2 separate regions of the Mus musculus genome follow, and region 2 is linked to region 1. The links are chromatin contacts, called in public HiChIP or PLAC-seq maps. All regions are on one chromosome and are shown on one strand. Each heading gives the region's core, a stretch centred on a gene start, on an enhancer-like site or on the middle of the called end of the contact. The rest is flanking DNA. Distances are from core to core; before and after follow the strand shown. Region 1 has its middle 40 kb from the start of Tnfrsf21. Region 2 has its middle 50 kb from the start of Adgrf1.

Region 1 (5,447 bases), core at 287-2,786:
CAGCGCCATCTCCCTAGTTAGTCCCAGTGACTACTATTGCTCAATTCTAAAAGAACGCCCTCCAGAGGCGCCTGCTTTGCATGCTCTTTCTTGTTGTTTAGCATTTCATCCTTCTGCCCTTTCCCCCTCCTGTCACGGAATCACACAGGTGCCTCAAGGCCCTACCTTAATTCTACACTACCCTTTAAGGTTGAGTACCACTCTGGTAACCTCAGACCCATTTTCCAGTGGTATGTAGGAACAGCTAAAGGGGCTAGGCGTTCTGCATTCCATCAGTATAAACAGGTGCATGGTAGTGGAGAGAATTCTGATATCTAAAGAAATAACAGGCAATACTTAGCTATATATGCATCTTTCAGATTCAAGGCGACTCATGTGGATGATCACTTGGGTGCAAATGTGAGAAAAATTTTGATATCTTACTTTTAAAAGACATCTTGCCAAATTTGACTTTGAATTTCATTTGAATTTGACTTTGGGGAACACGTTCTCTACAGTAGTAAGTGCATCTGTTGGTATGTAAGGCAAGCTGCTAGGACCAATCTTATAAGAAGAACAAGGCAGTCTTTACAGGGTAAATGATAGACCAATGAGTTTAAATGGGATAAGGTATAGAAAGTTCATTGCATGGCTATCACTTCAGATTTCATATTGCAACTAACCTTTAAGGTACCACCAATGAACCCTTTCTTTTGGAGACAGGGTCTTATAACCTAACCTGGCCTCCAACCCTTGATATAGCCAAGGATAACTTTGAACTCTTGGTCTTCCTGCCTCCACTTCCTGAGTTACGGGATCACAGACACACAGCATCATGACTGATTTAGGACAAATAAAAGTTTGTGTGCCTCTCTCTCTCTCTCTCTCTCTCTCTCTCTCTCTCTCTCTCTCTGTGTGTGTGTGTGTGTAATATTGTACACGTTTAGATTTGTGTAGGCACACATGCATGTGCTCACATGAGTGTGTGTTGAGTGTAGAGTTCTGAGGCTAACAGAGATTTTTCCTTAGTAACTTCCCACCTTAGTCACTGAGGTAGGTTCTCTTAGCTGCACCCAGAGTTCGGGGATAAGGGTAATCTAGATAGCCGTCTTGTTCTGGGGATCCCCTCTTTCCATTAGTTTCCCAGGTTGCAATTACAAATGGCAGACATGCCCATCTGGCACTTACATGGGTTTGGGGGCATCCGATAGGAGTTCTCATACTTGTGGGAAAGGGGCTCTATCCACTGACCTATCTCCTCAAGCCAAGGAAAATAAACGGTTGAGAGCATGTGAGAATCGAGATCAAGAGAAGCCTTTCAAGTTGGCATCCTGCCATGGAATTTGCCAAGAGGGAAGATAAGCTATTGTATTTCCTGCTGTTCTATGGGGAGAGCGTGTTATGGTTAGCCTTTTAATATCTGGCATGTAAACAGTACGAAGAAAAGGCCGAGAGGGTGGCGTGGGAGAAGAGGCACTGTGCCTCAGGAAATCTGCTAGCCAAGTTCACAAACCAAACTCTGCTTCCTTTCCATCTGGCAGCGAGCATCGGGTGACAGGAGATGGGTGGACACACGTACACACTGGAGCCGCGGAAGAAACAGCGTTGGTGGTGCTGTGTAGTATGGCTATGTAGTCTGCGCTCCACAGGGCTCCCCGCCCCACCTGGCTATATGCACAGCCAAGCGAGGTTATGTCAGAGTCAGAATTCATGCTCACTGTGGTGGCCTCAAACACGTATTTTCTCGGCCTTCAGTTTAGGGAAAGCCTGGTTATTTTTTTGGTGCTAATCATCTAAAGTTTGCTGAGGCCTGCAGGCTGTTAGTGAGGAGAGAGGTGGGTGCTACTCCAGAATTCTTTCTGTGTTGGAAAAAATTCTGTAAACCAATTATTTGATGTTATATTTATTGATCCATCCTATAAACTCTCAGAAGAAACTCGACACCCAGTCCACAAGCCCAGAAAAGTTTATGGGCTGACATCTGCGGCTTATAAAGGTTTTTGTTTTGTTTTGTTTTAAAGATTTATTTATTTATTTATTTATTTATTTATTTATTTAAAGTATATGAGTACAATATAGCTGTCTCCAGACACACCAGAAGAGGGCATCAGATCTTATTGCAGATGGCTGTGAGCCACCATGTGGTTGCTGGGAATTGAACTCAGGACCTCTGGAAGAACAGTCCGTGCTCTTAACCACTGAGCCATCTCTCCAGCCCCCGGTTGTAAGTTTTACCACATTATTGGTGGTTCTCATCACGCATCTTAGAGAAGGACAGTACTTCTCAGCTCTACAGTTACTGCTAGCATAAGCAATGTGTGTAAAATTCCTACCGAGCAAACAATCTAGGACAGTCAGATCGTTTTAAAAGATTTATTTATTTATTTATTTATTTATTTATTTATTTATTTATTTATTATATGTAAGTATACTGTAGTGTACTTACACTCCAGAGGAGGGAATCAGATCTCATTACAGATGGTTGTGAGCCACCATGTGGTTGCTAGGATTTGAACTCAGGACCTTCAGAAGAGCAGTCAGTGCTCTTAACCACTGAACTAGTCAGATCGTTTTAAAAGTGTTAGCTGACTGTCAAAAATTAGTCTGCAGTGCCTGGGGAGCTGACTCAATGGTTAGGAGCACTGGGTGTTCTTCCAGAGGACCTAGGTTCATTTCCCACCACCCACATGGGGCTACAACCTTCTCTAACTCTAGTTCCAGGAGATCCAGTACTTTCTTCTAGTCTCCCAGGGCACTGTACACACATAGTGCACAGACATACAGGCAGGCAAAGCACACAGACATAAAAATAAATGTACCTTTTAAAAATGCCTGAAAATCTGAAGTTTATTTCATGTATGCGCTAAAGAATTATAGTAGTTTTGAAGACTGCGATGTACATCTTACTTCTAATAGATAAATGCATAATCTTTGTGTTGTCTTACTGGGAAGTTATGGGCACAGAGTGTGTGTCATGCTGTGTAACATCAAAGGTGTCAACGAAAGTCTTTAAATGAGAGGTTTAAAAACTATCAAGGTCTGGCCCATATCCAGGGATGGGTCTAGAGACAAAAACAAAGGCAAAAGCAAAAAGGACAATTCAAAAACCCACTTCACAACGCTGAGTGATGGACAGCTAAGTGCCAGTGAGAGCAGGCTTAAAAGTTTCTCTTTGTAAATTACTGGAAAAAAAGTAACAGGGTAAGAAGGTGTAGGTTGAGAGTTTTATCAGAATGAATGATGAAAAGAACCATTTTTTTCTTCTACCTTTAAGTCGTGTATATTACTAATACTGGGTCAGCTAGCTACTTTTATACACAGATTTTTTTTTCTTTAATTTTATTTTACTTCTGTCAAATTTCCCAGCTCCAGCAAACCACAACCATATCAAAAGATGCCTGTTTCTCCGGGAGCTGAGACTAAATGCTAACTGTTTTCCTAATATCAAGGGGACCTTCAGTATTATCAATGTAGCATAGGAGGAGTCGTTTTCTGGACATTACCTCCGCAACCTAAAATTATGTCAATAAAGGTGCGCCATCCTCCCGATGGCAGAAATCTTTGCTCTCTTTCTGTTTTGCTCACAGCTCAATTTTGTCCCTCTTTTCTTGTTTCTTTACTTTTTAAAGTGAGTGTTTATTATCCGTTGACAAATTTCTACATGTGCATACTATATTTTGGTCCTTTTCAACCTCTGTTACCCTCCCACTCCCAATGAGCCTCTTTCTCTTTCCAACAAGCCCCTCCTCCTCCCAAGCCCCGTCTCCTCCCAAGCCCCGCCTCCTCCCAAGCCCCACCTCCTCTCACGTCTTTGTGTGTTTGACCAACTAAATTTTATTAGCAGTGCTGATGCACACCTGTTATCTCAGTATTTTGGAGGCAAACGCAGGTGGATCTGAGTTTGAGGCGAGCTTGGTTTATAGAGCGAATTCCAGGATAGCCAGGGCTACACAGAGAAACTTTGTCTTGAATTAAAAAAAAATTTTTTTTTAAATTAGAGTTGCTGCCATGAGTATGAGCAACTTAAGAAAATTATCTCTCGCCGGGCAGTGGTGGCACACGCCTTTAATCCCAACACTTGGGAGGCAGAGGCAGGTGGATTTCTGAATTCAAGGTCAGCCTGGTCTACAGAGTGAGTTCCAGGACAGCCAGGGCTACACAAAAAAACCCTATTAAAAACACACACACACACAAACAAAAACAAAAACAAACAAGAGAGAGAGAGAGAGAATGAATTACCTCTCTTATCCTAGCAACCATTAACTGCCAGGAGTCCTTCCCGCGCCCCTCCCCCAGCCACAATGAAATGTTGAGTGGCTTGATCTCCTGGGTAACCACAGAGGCTATAAATTCATGAGTGCAGTGGGCATAGCACATCCAGCAAAGAGTGTTTTACAGTGTGCCTACCGACTTCTGGCTCTGAATTCTCTCCGCCCTCTCTTCTGAGGTGTTCCTTGGCAACTCACTTTTTCTTTTTAAAAATTGTGTGTGTGTGCTGTGTGTGTATGTGTGAGTGGGTAAGTAGGTGTACAGCAGCCAGGGGAGGATCTCAGATGTCTTCCCCTATCATTCTGCCTTGTGCCTTGTGCCTTTGAGGCAGAACATCTTGGTGAACCCAGAGCTTATATATGTAGACACACACACAGATATATAAACACATTATATGTATATAAATATATATAATGTGATACCATAATATAGATATATACACAAGACACACACACATATATATGTAATATAATATATGTAATTTATATACACATATGTATATGAATATATATATATAATATGCTACCATAATATAGACATATACTAGACACACATATATGTAATATATACAAATATGTATATAAATATATAATTTATGCTATCATAATATATATACCCTAGACATATATGTATAATATAACACATATATGTGATATATGTGTGTGTGTGTATATACATATATATATATATATCACGCACACACACATACATACGTCTAGGGTAGCAACCAATCCTAGTAATCCTCCTGTTTTCATTCCCCTCAATGGTCTACAGGCATGTATGAGACCACATATGGCTTTTATGGGTGTATGTGTGATCTAAACTCAGACCTTCACGTTTGCATAATAATCACTGTTAACTGCTGAGCCATCTCTCCTTCTCTCACTTTCCTTTCTTTTTGAAAAAAAATTTTTTATACATTATGTTTTTATTTTATTTTACTTATTTTTATTTTTTTAATATTAGATTTTTTTCTTTATTTACATTTCAAATGTTATCCCCTTTCCTGGTTTCCCCTCCAAAAACCCCTATCCCATCCCCACTCCCCCTGTTCACCAACCCACCCACTCGCTTCCCTGTCCTGGCATGCCCCTACACTGGGGCATATACATTAGGTTTTGAGCGAATTCCAGGATAGCCAGGGCTACACAGAGAAACCTTGTCTTGAATTAAAAAAAATTTTTTTTTTAAATTAGAGT
Region 2 (5,435 bases), core at 731-3,230, 240 kb after region 1:
AAAGCTATGAAAAGTTCTTGACCATCTCATCCAAATCGTTAGACACTCCTTCAGTCGAATGCATTATTGGGTTGGGATTTCGTCTTACGGATATATAAAGAAGTGAGTTTGCACAGTACTATGGCCAGGCACCTCACCACACTGTGTGTTCTGTCTCTCTCATGCACACCTATGCAGGACAGACATCAATGGCAAACTTTTCATTCTATAGATACATCATTTATAACAAAGTTTATTAAAACATCAATAGTTGATTAGTCACAGTACAATTATCAATGTTTTGGTTTATTTTTGAAGATAGGGCTCCTCTGTGTAACTTCGACTGTCTCAGAACTCGCTCTGCACACCAGGCCGGCCTCAAACTCAGAGATCCACCAGCCTCTGCCTCCTGAGTGCTGGAATTAAAAAAGTAAGCGCCACCACTGTCCCGCCAATTGTTCTTTTTAATGTTCTTTTGGTGTGTGCACACATATGGAGACCCGAGGCCACAGTCTACCTTTTTATTTTATTTTTTGAGAAAGGAACACAAATGACCCAGAAATCACTGACTGGATGAGGCTGTTTGGGCATTAAGCCCCAGGGAGCTACTGTTTCACACCTCAAGCGTGCTGGTATCGGAAGCATACACTACCATGTCTGGCTCACTTTATATGGGTTCTGGTGATGTCACTGGGGTCTCTCTAGCCCTTAAGAACACTAAAAAAAAAACATTTTTCTGAATTGTGAGTAGAGAGTATGCATTCATTTTTGTCCATAGGACAAATGAAAACCATGAAGTCCTGTTCAGTATATCATATACTAGGAGGAGAAAGAATTTTGAAGAGACTTGGGATTCGGGAAGAAATGCTGGAAGAAAAGCAAGCCTGGAATCTTCCCATACTCCATTTTCCAAGGGAAGGTTGGGTGTAAATACTGGGAACACTTAAAGATAGCATTGTGCTTCCTTTTTGGAATTCCTCAAGGGAAAACACAGGGACAGGGAGCAGAAGTGTCAGGCTGACAAGCGACCTTCCCACGCCGTCCTGTGTTCAGAAGAGGAAAGATTGCTCTAAATATTTGAATGAAGGAAAATGAGATTTAAAATGAGCTCCTGGCTGTGTGTTTGTTTTAAAGAACTACTAACATGCTCCCTTTTCCTTAGCTTGGAGTGATCTCAGCCTAATGCGCTAAAAAACCCCAAATCTGCCTTTTCCAAAAGGTTGTGGGAAATAGAAGGGATAGAAGACCTGGGCTTCTTCGTGCAGTTCACCCAATCCCTATTCACTTCGTCCTCACAACTGACCTCTGTTCATGATAAGGGCAAATAATAGATTAACTCAGAAATCCCTTCCTTTGGAGCATTGTCTACTCTTTGGGGATATTGTCTATTCTTTGGGAACACTACCTACACCTTGAGAAGACTGACTATACTATGGGAGCACTACCTACCTTTTGGGAGCACAGCCTATCTCTTCAGAGTACTGCCCAAACCATGGGAACATTATCTATCCTTCAGGGTCACTTCTATTCTCTGGGAGCACTTTATATCTTGGGAGCACTGCCTACCTATTGGACAACTGTCTAACCTTTGTGAGCTTTGCCTCACACAGTGGTCCTCGTCCTTGACTGCACATGAGCCATACTGGGGTATCTACTGGCTTCAGATCTCAGGGGTAGATGCTGCTCGTGATAGTTCTCTTTAAAGTTACCCAGGCAGTGCCATTACTAAGCAGAGGTTAAGAATGGTCCAAGGGCAGATGATCTACTAGTCCTGACAGTTTCATGTCCTATGACAGGAGTGCTAGTCACAGAGTAGGAGGAAGAGCTCAGTCGTGCATTTGAAAGGGATGTTCTCTGTAAGACTCGCACTAGAAGGGATGCCCTTGCTAAATCTCAAAGAAAGATGGGTAATTGTTTACCAAGCCAGACAAAGGTGGGTGCGGTAGGGTGCATTCCACCAAAGGAGTGAGCCACGATAAGGCAAAGTAGTGTGATGTGTCAGGGTGGACCCTGAAGCTGTGCTTGAAGGGATGGGCAGTTTATCTTTCTGCTTGAGTGACAAAACTCCACAATAAGATGATTCACATATCAGAAATGCATTGTGTCACAGTTCTGGAACCTGGGATTTCTATCTTAAGGTATCTGAAAGGTTGGTCTTCTTTTCTGGTGATGTTCTTGCTAAGTTGTCAGCCCTCCATCCTGGGTGAAGCTACAGAAAGCGTCTGTGTCCTTAGTGGCCTGCTGGCATTTCCACCAAGTGACCCTATCACCTTCAACTTGCTGCCTTAGTTTGCTTTCTGTCGTTTTGATAACTATGGTGACCAAAAGCAATTTAGGGAGGAAAGGGTTTTTTTCATCTTACACTGTCCATCATCAAGGGAAGCCAGCCAGAGCACGAACTCAGGGCAGGAGCTTAGAGAGGAAACCGTGGAGAAGTGCTGTTTATTGTGGTGGAATAATTAATATCTTGTATAGTTTTCTAACTCAGCTAGTTCCCAAGGAATTGAGAGAGATCTAAGGATTTATTCAAATGAGCTTAAAAGCATAATAATTGGGCAGGTACCTTTAAACTAATTTTCTAAGCCAGTCTGGCCACCTCCCAGCTACACACCCCAAGTTCTTTGCCAGTATTTGTCATTTGTCCTGACTGGGCTGAATCCACTCCATCAGGCTACATTCCTGATAGGTTATTTCTCCATTGCCAATGAAAAGAACCAATTCAAGTCAGATTAGATTATATATTAAAGGCAGATTTATTGGGAAGCTGCTGTTGGACTAGTTCACTGGCCCCAAGGACCTCTGCCAGGGAAATCACTATGGGGAGGGGGGAAGGGGAAGAGAAATAAAGAAAGGGCGACAGAGTGCAGAGACGGAAGAGAGAGAAGGAAAAGGAGGGAGAGAGGAGAAAGCAAAATGTCTGGATTACATAGGGAAGAGCCTCTGGGGGAAGGGCAGCCTAGCCCTTGTGCTGGAAAGTTTAGGGCTGGGGGGCAGAGTATGCCAGGTAGGGACTGAGGGATGCTGGAAGAACCTTGAGGCTAGGTCTGCTTTGATGTGTAAAATATGCACCTCAGTCCCTTGTCCAGGGTTCCAAAACCAAACAGTTTTTCTCTGCATCCTCTCTTTCTCCCATTTCTTCTCTTCTCTTTTTATTTTTTTCTCCTTCATGGCTCCACCTCTGACCCCAAGCTTGGGAACGCCAATCTCATCTACTTCTCTTCTGCCCAATTATTGGCTGGTTTTGTTTGTTAGTTAATTTGTTTTGTTTTTTATTATTAACCAATCAACTCTAAATTGGGGAGCAAGGTTTACACAGCAAAGGTCAGTGTATATGAAAATGCACTCCTCTGGACAGCAATCAGCTCTTGGGGTTCAGAATTTAGCATCTGTATACATAGCACCAGACCAATCCCCAGTGGCTTACCGGCTTACTCATGGGCACATGCTCAGCTAGCTTTCACATACAGCCTAGGCCTACCTTCTCACAATGGGCTGTGTCCTCCCACGTCAGTCATCAATCCAGATAGTTTTTCACAGACATGGTGTCTTAATTACTACTGTTCTACTGCTGTGAAGAGACACTATGACCAAAGCGACTTTTATAAAAGGCAAGATTTAATTGTAGGCCTGTTTACTATTTCAGAGGTTGGCCCATTATCATTGTGGCATCATGGATGCACATAGGCATGGTGCTGGAGCAGTAGCTGAGAATTCTACATCCTGACCCACAAGCAGCAAAAGGGAACCTGGCCTATAGCATGGGATTTAGAAACCTCAAAGCCCACCTGCAGGGACAAACTTCCTCCAACAAAGCCATACCTACTCCAACAAGGCTATACCTCCTAATCCTTCTAATCCATTCAAATAATACTACTCCCTGGTGACTAAGCTTTCAAATATATGGGCCAATAGGGATCATTTTTATTCAAACCACCACACATGGTTACAGATAAATTTGATCAAGGCAACTTTTCAACCCTCTTCCCAGGTGAGTCTAGTGTGTTTGCTAGTTTCATTTTGACACAAACTAGAGGTTTTGTTTGTTTATTTATTTATAACAGACCTCAGTTGAGACAATGTCCCTACTGTGTTGGCCTGAAGGCAAGTCTATAGTGCATTTTCTTAATTGATAATTTATGGGTTTTGTAGTTCTGGTTTGCATAAGAAATTAGGCTGAGCGAGGCTTGGAGAGCAAACCAGTAAGATGCCCTCCTCAATGGCTTTTTTTTTTTTAAGTTCCTGCCTCCAGGTTCCTGCCCTGCTTGAGTTCCTACCTTGACTTGCTGTGATGAAGGCCTGTGATGTGGAAGTATAACTCAGAAGTAAACATTTTCTTCCCAAAGTTGGGCTTTTGGTCATGATATTTTACCACAGCTATAGAAACTAAGACATTTTATGTAGTGTCAAGTAGACAATCAAACTAACTGAGGATGCTCCCCACCCCTAAATAAATTCCTTTGAACTGTAGTTGTCTCCATTTGTATTTTAAACATTACTATTCTTGGCAAATCCCCCTCATTCTTGTCAGTGCACAGGGGCTAATTTTGGAGACCATGATCCACAGTATTTTTGGCTGCTTCTCCTGCACCAGTGAAATGGCCATAACACTGGCTTAAAGGCTACTATATAAAAATGTCAGAAGTCAGAGTGGGAGAGATGGCAAGCGTATTATTGCCTTTGGGAAATTAGTGGCCTGAGTTTTCATCAAGAGAACAGCTATATAGTGGCTAGAGATGGCTCAGTGGTTAGGAATGCTTACTGCTCTTACAGAAGAACCAGGCTCAGTTCCTAGTGCCTTCATCAGGTGCCTCATAACTTCCTATAACTCCGATTTCAGGTGACCTAATGCCATCTTCTGACCTCCACATGCTCTTCAATTCGCATGGTACACAGGTTTACATATGTATGAATAAAATAAGAAAACATAAAAAATATAAAGAGAACTGCTATACAATTTCCCCTCTAAACATTTTAACATTCTCCAGGAGGTCTCCAGGAGAGGACAGCCTAAGCGTTAGAGACAGTGGGACCCTTTTGAGCACAGCATGTCTTTGTGAGCTCTTTGATGGCGCCCTATAAAAAGCTAGTGTTCTTTGACTTCCTCCTTTCCAGGACTGGACCTGGCTGAAATCCCATGTCCCACAGGTCAATGGGCCAGGAAAACCCCTCGAGCGCCATGTGGGAGAGGGATGGAGTCAGGGCTTGAAGAGTTGATTCTGGCTCCGCTTCTGAATACTCCTCTAGATACAAGTAGAGTGACGGCTAAGTTAAGAAAGAACCTCAGAGGGTGAGCCAGCCCATCTGTGGTCCCAAGAAGATAAAAAGTTTGTTTCTTCGGTAACAAGTACCTTGTTCGACCAGTTTGAAGGTAACTGAGGAGTGTTTGCTCCACACTTTACTGCTAGAAATGTAGAATCCAGTTTTTGTATAAAAACGTGTTTTATAAAAGAAAGCAC

The links. HiChIP or PLAC-seq counts read pairs in DNA pulled down with a chosen protein or histone mark.
Region 2: an HNF4G HiChIP or PLAC-seq map of pancreatic cancer cells shows a contact between it and region 1. The contact joins two enhancer-like sites. A contact is called at or near these places in 1 of 15 datasets of contacts at CTCF or cohesin (large pre-B cells), 6 of 484 Hi-C or Micro-C datasets (bone marrow-derived macrophages and embryonic stem cells) and 3 of 115 datasets of contacts at active chromatin or transcription factors (embryonic basal ganglia, extraembryonic endoderm stem cells and pancreatic cancer cells).

The regions. Positions count from the first base shown.
Region 1 is chr17:42,974,210-42,979,656 of GRCm38.p6, forward strand. No RefSeq gene overlaps it. Among named protein-coding and RNA genes, the nearest start is that of Tnfrsf21, 40 kb to the right of the region's middle. Within about 2 kb of position 1,537, at least 10 of the 459 cell types and tissues checked have an H3K27ac peak or open chromatin away from gene starts, as enhancers often do. A contact at or near this core is called in pancreatic cancer cells, where this site is marked.
Region 2 is chr17:43,217,946-43,223,380 of GRCm38.p6, forward strand. No RefSeq gene overlaps it. Among named protein-coding and RNA genes, the nearest start is that of Adgrf1, 50 kb to the right of the region's middle. Within about 2 kb of position 1,981, at least 8 of the 459 cell types and tissues checked have an H3K27ac peak or open chromatin away from gene starts, as enhancers often do. A contact at or near this core is called in pancreatic cancer cells, where this site is marked.